2 separate regions of the Zea mays genome follow, and region 2 is linked to region 1. A link is a contact called in public Hi-C data. All regions are on one chromosome and are shown on one strand. The core of a region is the stretch at or near the end of the contact, and the rest is flanking DNA. Distances in the headings are between cores, read along the strand shown.

Region 1 (4,921 bases), core at 748-3,247:
ACTTAGACAAAATATGTTAGTACTCGAAACAATGTACTAAGTCTAGAAACGTACCTTGTAATATGATTTGCACTTCTCTCTTCATTTAGCACATAAGAACCTAATTAAATGTGTTTGTGTACTTAATCACCAAAACATAATAGAAATTGCCCAAGGGCACATTTCCCTTTCAAAAATCCTTCTAGTATTTCTTGAGGTAAAATCTTCGATTAGATCTTCGTACTTAATCTGCTCCAACAGATCACTTTCAATTTCTAGTATTTCTTGTGTCATGGTAGAATGCAAATAGGTTTTGACCAACTTGAGTTTAGAAAAACTCTTTCCGCAGATGCAACGGTTACAGGAACTGTTAACAAAATTCGGTATGCAATAACAATATTGGAAAACACCCTAAATGTTTCACATGCTTCAAAATGTCAAGAGGGCCCATAGATTCCTTAATTAAATCTCGGATGAGTTTTAACTCCACAAACAATTCTTTTCCTTCAATATCTGAATGTTCTCCACTTTTGAGTGTAGCCTCAAGATTCATAGAACAAGAAAATAATCTCTTATCATCCAAAGAGCGCAACTTATATGAAGTAAACAAGAAACCAAAAGTCTTTTCATACCCCTGGTATTGTTCAAAGGCCTGTTTGGAAGCCTGCCCCGGGCGCCACACCGCGTCACACTTCGAACGCCGCGGGTGTGGCGCCCGAATCGGCCGCCACACCGCGTCACACTTCAAACGCCGCGGGTGTGGCGCCCGAATCGGCCGCCACACCTTAGGCGTGGTGCGGCGCCGTAGGTGCCTGTCCAAACAGCCCCCAAATCTTCTAGTCAGTGACGTGATCGCTTGATCAACAATAGCAAGAAAATAAGTTACCCTAAATGATTCTTGTGCAGATTGTGAAGCAATAAAAGTATCTTCAGGGGTCTCATCTAAGCAATATAGTTACCCTAAATGATTCTTGTGTAGATTGGATCAAATATATCATGTTGAAGGCTGAGAGCATAGAGCCGATTAAAAAAGTTGAAAGAACTTGCCTGGCGTGCTTGCTAGTTAATTCAGAGCAAAGCAACTTGGACTTGGCTTCACGCGGGAGACAGGGTGATGATGCTGTAGCCTGTACACGTTGCTGCCGGTGATTCTCTTCAACGGCGATGTCGGCGCTGCCGCTGGTGATGGCAGGGCGACAGGGATGTTTTGCGATGGAAGCCAAAGGGGCAGGTACGCGGCCGCGTGTTTCTTTGCCTTCCTATGGAAGCCACCAACCGAGAGAGGCTAGACTAGTTAGAATCGGATGGGATATGGGCTGACTGAGCTGCTAGTATACAATACATATACGTGAAATGGAGGCCTCCAAAAAATAGGGGCCCTGTGCGGTCGCCCATTTTAGCCCTCCTAAGCGACGGGGCTGCTTCATCCTCCGCGCAGCTACCACCAATCACAATTGCAAGGTGACAGAAATGTATAATCACAATTAATCCTAAAAAAATATTAAAATTTTCAGGATTAATTGTGATTATGTAATCATGATTTTAACCTTTTATTTTTTAATCACTCATTCTGATATTCACTAATAGTGTTAGGGTAAATGACAACTTCGTTTTCAAAACACAGGGGTAGAATCACAAAGTTGGAAAATGATGGATAAAATCATAATTGTAAGATAAGAGAAAGACATAATCATAATTAACCCTAATTATTATAGGTATGAAGAATGTGGCGATTCTACCAAAAATAATAATAGAATAGATACATGACCCGACTCTCCTAAACTAAATATACGTTGATCCCGCCCGCGTACCTACTCGTGCTAAACAATCGTATCCATTCCTTCACAATGTCGCAGCCTCTCAGTCTCAGGCCATGGAGAAGTTTGCAGCCCAGCAAGAAAGTGGACGTCTCCAACCCTATCAAAAATGGGCCTTACAATGCGGCAGGGCCAGGAGCCCACAGAGAAGCGGTTCCAACCCAAAATACGTACGGTCGTCTGTTGGACGGCACTGGTGAAGTCGAAGTCTCGAAGGTTCCAGCGAGCGACTGTGTCGAGCAGGAGAGAGCGCGATGGGGAAGATGCGGCAGCTGATCTGCCTCGTGGCCGCCGTCGCCGCCGCGGCCATCCTCCTGACAGGTGACGCAGGGTCTTTACCTCTAAACTCGATCGCCTTGTCAGAGCCGTCCGCCCCTCACAGCCTTGCTCCTTCCCGTTTGCCTTGACGTGCTCTCCTTTTGAAACCATTGCTTGTGATTTGTATGCAGCGTCGGCCAAGAAGTCCGGCGACGTCACCGAGCTTCAGATCGGCGTCAAGGTCTGTGCTCCGTAACCGCGGTCAACTCTCCTCGCCAGTTTAATTGTTTGCTGTCTTCGCGGATTCTGGCGGATCTTGGATTCGCCGGTTTCTTCATTTAGCAAAAAATATTTTGTGAATTAGTGCCTTCGAAAAAGTCTGTAGACTCCCATTTCGTGGGCGTCAGTTGAAATCTCTTAGTAAAGGATGGCAGAGTTCAAACTCAGAAAGGGGTCGGCTTCGATGATTCTAGTATATCGAGCTACACACGGATCTGCGACTGCAAAATCTGTAGCCTTTTCTTCCCCTTTAACGCAACATTCTTGAGTCATCGAATGAGTTTCACTTGAATTTTATATGTGTCACTCAAAGATGAATACAGGAAACGATTGTGGTACTGTTCTGCTAGTCAAATTCATGTAGTCGATGCTCAAACAGTCAATCTAGAAGAGGTCTAATCTAAAATTTCCTCGGCTAGCCTGTGTTAAAGATGGTCTCCCTGCATATTGCTACCTCTGGAAAAGAACTTTATCGGACTAGTACCTTATATCAAGATTCTAGACCACGCTGGGTGATGGTTGATGGCCTCCGGTCACAGTTGGTCCTCTTAAGGGATAACCATTGTAATGCTGCTGAAGTTGTCTGTTTAGGGCCTTCTCCAAAGGATATATATACCCTCTGTTATGGGTTATCGCTTCCCCTTCAGGCCTTGTTTGGGTACTCTAGTATTCACCCCAATCCACATTTGTTGAGGTGGATTAGGGTGTAAATTAGGGGTGAATACTAGAGTACCCAAACAATGCCTCAAAGTTCAAAGTTCAAACAGAAAACTAAGAATCATTGGATCATGATAGTGAGAAATATAATATTTGGTTACAATCCAACGTGTTAGTTAGGGATTGTGATAGTGGAGAACTGCATGTCATCAGCTTCTGCTTATTGTTACACAATTACCGTACAATGAAACAATGAGAACAGGCTGTGGTTTTCTTGTTATTACATTTTGAAAGGAGGTATCCTTTTGTTCTGTGTGGCATTGATTTTTCTCTTGCTTGTCTTCCTTTCAGTACAAGCCTGAGTCATGTACGCTGCAAGCACACAAAGGAGACAAAATTAAGGTTCACTATCGTGTAAGTACCTGATCTGTATGCTTTTTTAGCCTTGCTCTATTTTCCACATTGACTTTTTTTTTGTTCAGTGATGTAGCCCTGTAAGGGATTTGCTCATGGGTGCTATAGATATGCCTTAACTCACACAGTTAATATAGTCACGCAAAAGAACTGTGCTATTTGCTTGGGAGTATGATCTTTATAGATTCATAATATCTTGTCTCATATATGGTTTTGCCTTTTTCATGTTCGATTAAAAAGCACTCCTCGTCGATACTTTACCTGCAGTGTCTCTTTCCTCTTTTTAACTCTCTTTGTTATTTAGCTGAAAGGCTTGATATGCTGCAGGGGACACTCACTGATGGATCAGTTTTCGATTCTAGCTATGACAGAGGTGACCCGTTTGAATTCACTCTTGGAAATGGCCAAGTGATAAAAGGTTACTGTCCTTTCCTATAGCCACAATAAAGTTTCCATGTTTATCTGTGGTCCAGTGTCCATACTAAACTGTACTGGGATATAATATAAGCATACGTCACCCAAAAAAAAATGGATGAAATGGCATATGCCATTTATATGACACGCAACCTTAAATCCGCCAACTGACTCTGTCGTTTCCATCTGTAGGTTGGGACCAAGGATTGCTCGGTATGTGCGTGGGTGAAAAGAGGAAGCTAAAGATACCTGCAAAGATGGGTTATGGTGAGCGAGGCTCCCCACCAAAGATTCCAGGTATGGCTGATGATTTGTCTGCTTGCATGCTGGTTTCCATGTGACGAAATGAATCCTGTAGATTCTCTCTTCTTTAGCGTAGCCATTTTACCTCATCCCTGAAGCCGCAATTCACAGTCTCTTCCATGGACTTTAAAGCCGTGTGCTCCTAGGGATTTTTTTTTTGATAAAGCTAACAGGAAGTTATGTACGTGCTCAATAAATAGGTGGAGCAACTCTGATCTTCGACACGGAGCTTATCGCCGTCAACGGGAAGACATCCGGCGGTGCAAAGGCAGAGAGTGACAGTGAGCTCTGATACAATGCATTGGAGAGTTTCAAAGCTCGGGGGGGAATAGTAGCAGCGTCGCATAGTTCATTAGGTGAAAGGGTTGCTGTTTCCTCCACATAGCAGTTTATGCTATAGAGATGTCACAGAAACAAGTCAGGTTTTGCCCGATGGTCGAACAGTTTCCTTTCCATCTTATGAAAACTCGAATTTGTCTATAAAGCTACCATGGTCTTCAACATTGCAGCCCGTTTAAACTGTCGTTACATCGATCCATGGCTTGGAGAGAGAGAGAAAAATCAAAATGTAGTGGGCGTTGCCAGCCAGCCTTTGCTTTTCCCTGATGTCTGTAGCTCTGCCTTCTGCTGTTTGCCGTGCGCAGAAGAATGTGTACTAGCTCTGCCTTCTGCCAGAAACATTATCACAAGCTGCTGAGCTGAGACGTGAACTGGCTCAAAGTTCTCAGATTCACAGAACCCGTGGTGACGACTGGCTGTGCGGCGCAGAGGTCGAGCAGCTTGTGTTGGGATCTCATGCG
Region 2 (4,921 bases), core at 1,551-4,050, 640 kb after region 1:
GCTCGGGCTCATCAGTGGAGGTTGTAGGTGCTGGTGTCGTCCTCATCCGCCAGCCCCATCTGCAGCACCTGACCCACTCTACAACCTTATCGCGAAACCGAATCAAATCCTGCATCTTACATCGTTTGTGGGGACAGAGGGAAAGAGACGTGGACACTAACCACGACGGACGACGGGACCTAGAGGAGGGTGGTGGCGGCGGGCACTGGAGAGAGAAGGGAGAGGGAGCGAACCATGGCGCGTAGAACTCGACCACGCGGGCGCTGGAGAGAGGAAGGGAGAGGGAGCGAACCATGGTGCCTAGGACGCGAGGCGGACGGGCCACGGGGCGGGGCATGGTGAAGCCTCCTCATCCGGTGTCAGAGGTTCCATGCGGTAGCCGCCGCTGCCTCCATGGCTGTTCCGGAGATCGTGGCGAGCCACGAGATCATCGTGGTCGAGTTCTACGCGCCATGGTTCGCTGCCTCCATGGCTGTTCCGGAGGGAACCACTTGCTTCCTCCACACAATCCGCCACCGAGGACAGGAACGGCCCTCCTCGGTCGGATTATTGGCCGCCGACGATGGGGGAACCGGCCCCTTTGCCTCCTCCGGCGCGGGGACGGGGAGCCTGAAGGCCCACCAGCCCGACGGATGGCCACGATGGCGGATATGGCTGCGCCCCTTGCGCCGGACGGTGGCGTCCAGGCAGGAGACGGCGACGGGCAGGGGCAGCGCCGCCGCCGGGAGCGAGAGCACGTAGCCGGGGGGGCCCTCCCACTCCTCTCCTCGGCCACCGCCATCCATGTCGCCGGTCGCCCTGGTCGCCGCAGATCGGCGGGTTCTTGGGTCTAATCTAGGCGGCTGCGCCTCTCCTTTGCCGCCTTCATCCACCATCGCCATGAACAGCGACCGCGAGCAAGCAGGATAGGCGGCAACCGACGGACCGGCGGCGCGTTAGCAGAGCAAGGGAAAGAAAGAGGTGGGAAAGATGCACGGCGGGGACACGACGCTGGCGGGGGCGGGATTGCAGGGTGGGACGGCGCGGGCGGGGGCGGGATGCCGGGAAGGGACGGCGCGGGCGGGGGCGGGATTGCCGGGAGGAAGATGGTGCGGGCGGGGGCTGGAGCGGGGGCACGGTGAGGGTGGACGCCCTCGCTCCAGCCTTAAGGTGTAGTAGAGATTTGTCATCCATCTTCGCTAACCTTAAACATTACGTAGTTAGTTAGTGCGGGAATGAGATTGCCGATGGGGGGTGTGCACACGTACATCAGGTCTTCCGTTTCCATTGGAGCTGGATTATATCGGTCTCGTCGCCAACTCGGTCCATGAAAGGAAAGACGAGCCGCCTTGCCGCATTCACGCACAGGCTGCCGCCGGCCGCTACGACGACGTACGGAACGAGTAGTGTGCGGTGCGGCGGGCCTCCATCCATCTCATAATAGGTCGACAAGATCATTGCTCGCACGCAACTTGGTGTACGTCCCGTCGTCCTTATTAGCATCCATGGCCATGCATGCATCGCCGGCCGGGCCGCCCAGTGCGTTCCACACCAACCACTGACGTGACGTGGCCCAGTAGCCTCGATACTTAACCGCAGTCAGTATAACTATATATAAGTAAGCATGCATGCATGAATAATGCAAGTCTTTATTTCATATGCATGGCGAACTACGTGGACGGAGCAGCCAGAGTATCATATCAGCCATGCATGCATGCATGGGGCATCATTGTTTTAACCCACCATCAGCCAGAACAGAAACACATGACTAATGTCCAAAGTGGTTAGGGTATGGATTCAGTCCACCACTCCACCTACAGCCAGGTAGCCTGCTGTAGGTACGGTCGTACGGACGAACAATAAAATTAACTAAACAATGCTTACCAAGTTACCAGCGATTTCTCTATGAGCTCCAGGGTACAGAGGCGCGCGGCGTACAGCGTCCAGGTTGTCTGGTTTACGTTGCACGCGTGATGGGGTACAGGCGACGGCTCCGCCTCAATGATTCCCTCCCTTTTGTCCCAGAATCATTCCTGCATGCAAAAGGGCAGCTAGCTAGCTAGCTTATTGGTGATGAACAAAAGGCCCCGGCGTCGTCGGTTCGCTTCAAGATCCTCTACTATCTAATGGCTTCTTGCTGCCTGCCCCCGATTTTGCTTCAGAGTCCACGGTCCCAGCTAGCCGCAGGACTGTGTATATATACTGCTAATTCTATTTTATGTAACCTTAGTCTTCTGTGCGCTGTCATGTAAACACGTACTACGACATATTGTGCAAATGTTGAATGGATCCTGGGCTCATGGCATTGGTTTAATAGTAGTAAAATTGGGCGGCGAATACCCTTGGCTCGGGCACTGACATGTCAGTGCGTGTGTGGCCCGTATGGGAGAAGTAGCACATGCCATGTAGCAGGACGGACCACGGACGGTATACTGTAGCCTCAGTACCGGATTCTATTGCAGCAGTCCGAACCAGACAGAGCAGAGAGAACGACGACGGTATACAGTATGCAGTATACGTACTACAATAATCAATGCACCTGCATCTTCCGTTCAGACAGTCGACCAGTTGGGGGTGGGCGAGACCGTATTTTTGCCTGTGATAGATTCATAGACATAGTAGAAGAGGAACGGACTTACCGGCTCAGGCTCCGTTGGTTTCACGCGCGGGTTTCCCGCCCGTTTGACGCGCTCCGTGTCCCATGCGTAACAGTCCTGGCTCGGCTCGGCTCGGCGATGATAGGCGCGCCCAACGCAGACGCAGCGAGACATATCTTGGCCTGCCGGCGCAAACGCAACCCGGGAGCGCGGAGCCAATGCCGCCATGCCGGCAGTCCGCAACGTCCCGCGTCCAAAGCCAGTCGTCCAAACCCGCGCTACGGGCGTGAGAATGCGTGATGCAGCAGTACAGTATTTGTTTCCACAGCACACGGCAATTGATTAATTAACTAAAACTCATAATCGCGCCACTTTCGGGTCACAGGGACGCGGGCCCCGTCGTCCCCCATCCGTTTCCTCCTCCGCCTCGCCTCCTCTCTACCCAGCCCCAGCCTCTCCCGGTCTCCCCTCCTCTCCTCTCCTCTCCTCTCCTCCTCTTCCTCTGCTTCTCTCCCCGATCTCTATTTCCCATTTCCGGGCGGCTCCCGTTCTCCACCTCAATTATTGCCCACCCATCCCCGCTCCCTCCTCTCCTCTCCTCCCGTCCCACCCATCACCTCGCACCAGCGCCGGGGGAATGGCGGCCGCGCTGTGGACGCTGCTAGTGGCGGTGGCCCTGTCGGCGGCGCTGGCCTCGAACCGCCCCGTGGCGGCGACGGCGACGGCGGCGGCGGAGGCGGCGAACGAGGTGCTCCGCGCGCACCAGCTGCCGGGGGGCCTGCTGCCGGCGGGGATCACGGCGTTCCGGCACGACGCCGCCACGGGGGCGTTCGAGGCCCGGCTGGACGCGCCCTGCACGGCGCGCTTCGAGGTCGGCCTCCGCTACAACGCCACCGTCTCCGGGGTCATCAGCCCCGGCCAGATCGCCGACATCTCCGGCGTCGCCGCGCAGGACCTCTTCATGTGGTTCCCCGTCCACGACATCAAGGTCGACATCCCCTCCTCCGGCGTCATCTACTTCAACGTCGGCGTCGTCAAGAAGCACCTCCCGCTCGCCGTCTTCGACGCGCCGCCGGCCTGCACGCCCGACCCGCTCCTGCAGGTAATAAACCCATCTCTCGACCCTCGGTCTTTTTTTTTTTTTGATAGAATCGTTGGCGCTGTTTGCGAGTCCTGAGTTTCTTCTCCGGCGCCCGCAGCGGCTGGAGGACGTGGGCGAGGGCGGATTGGCCGTGGTGGGCGCCGCGGCGTCCCGGCGATGATGGGTGGAGGAGAACGGAGGAGGGTTCGACGGCGCCGGCGAGCCAGGATCACGAGCGCAGTTTTGAGAGGAGAACGGGCGATCGCCGGCCTTCTTCGATGCACATAGATAGCGTGGGCATTTCCATCTGTTTTCTTTTTTCTGCTTCCTACTAGTGGCTACACTAGTAACCAACCTCGTCTATCATTGTTCGTTTCGTCAAGCTGTTGTCATTTCCTGCTGTCTTCCGTTCATGTCCGTGTTCTGTTCGGCCGGAATCCGCCGGCAGCACGCGTGTCCCCCTCGCGTTGCGTCGTGCGGCGTAGCGGCGGCGAGGACGACCGCCGGCGATTTTTTTTTTGGCGCGCGGTAATGGATGCGGGCTGCGCGCTACTCGCGTCGTGACGAAACGAATCTGGCTGGAAACTGGAATGCAAATCCAATCACGCTTCTTCCTTCCCCCTGCCCAAATGCATGCAAATCCATTGGCCTGCGATTCAGTGCACACTCTCTTGCATCGCCAGCGTCGTTGTCTCGCTGATGCCTGCCTGCATCCGTCTCCGCCGCCGTAGGAGCGAGGCCTGTGACGCGGTCTCCGTCCGTTCCATCGTGGCATGGCATCATCCCGTCCCCTTCGCGGGCCGGAGAGAGAGAGAGAGAGAGAGTGAGGTGTTGTCTGAGAAAAAGACCATGATTCGACATGGCAGATGCTGACTAGTCCCCTCGTCTCTCTCTGGGTATCACCATTCACCAGTCACTACCCTACCTCCCTACAGCGAATAGCAATACCGGGTCTGGGTGGATGGTCACACTGTCCATGTCTGCAGTGCAGACAGACAGAAGATGCCTCCTCTCTATCCTACCGGCTGCAGTCTCGCCAACTAATTCCTCGGTGCAGCTTAGCTAACCAACCCCTCGAATCTTTAATCATTACTAGTATTTTTTTCTCTATCGAATCCAACAACGAAACGAAGCGATATAGTTTTACTGGTAGTCGAAAGAAGTAGATCTGGACATCTGGTGAGCTAGCGTGTGCATGATTGGGTGGCACTGGGGGTTCAGGTACGCATGTGACGAGTCCGGGGCAATAATTCTCGGTCACAAG

What was found. A called contact is a pair of places that touch in the nucleus more often than the background predicts.
Region 2: a Hi-C map of ear shows a contact between it and region 1, with 1.8 times the contacts expected there. The contact joins the promoter of LOC100276614 here to the promoter of LOC100285758 in region 1. A contact is called at or near these places in 3 of 25 Hi-C or Micro-C datasets (bundle sheath, ear and root tip).

What each region holds. Positions count from the first base shown.
Region 1 is chr3:164,140,616-164,145,536 of Zm-B73-REFERENCE-NAM-5.0, forward strand. LOC100285758 reads left to right here and starts at 1,998. Exons shown (of 6, transcript NM_001158648.2): 1 at 1,998-2,117; 2 at 2,246-2,295; 3 at 3,342-3,404; 4 at 3,732-3,822; 5 at 4,011-4,115; 6 at 4,322-4,587. The coding sequence starts at 2,051. The coding sequence ends at 4,413.
Region 2 is chr3:164,778,250-164,783,170 of Zm-B73-REFERENCE-NAM-5.0, forward strand. LOC100276614 reads left to right here and starts at 2,801. Exons shown (of 2, transcript NM_001360700.1): 1 at 2,801-3,678; 2 at 3,776-4,033. The coding sequence starts at 3,214. The coding sequence ends at 3,838. It also overlaps a transcript of LOC111946235 not described here.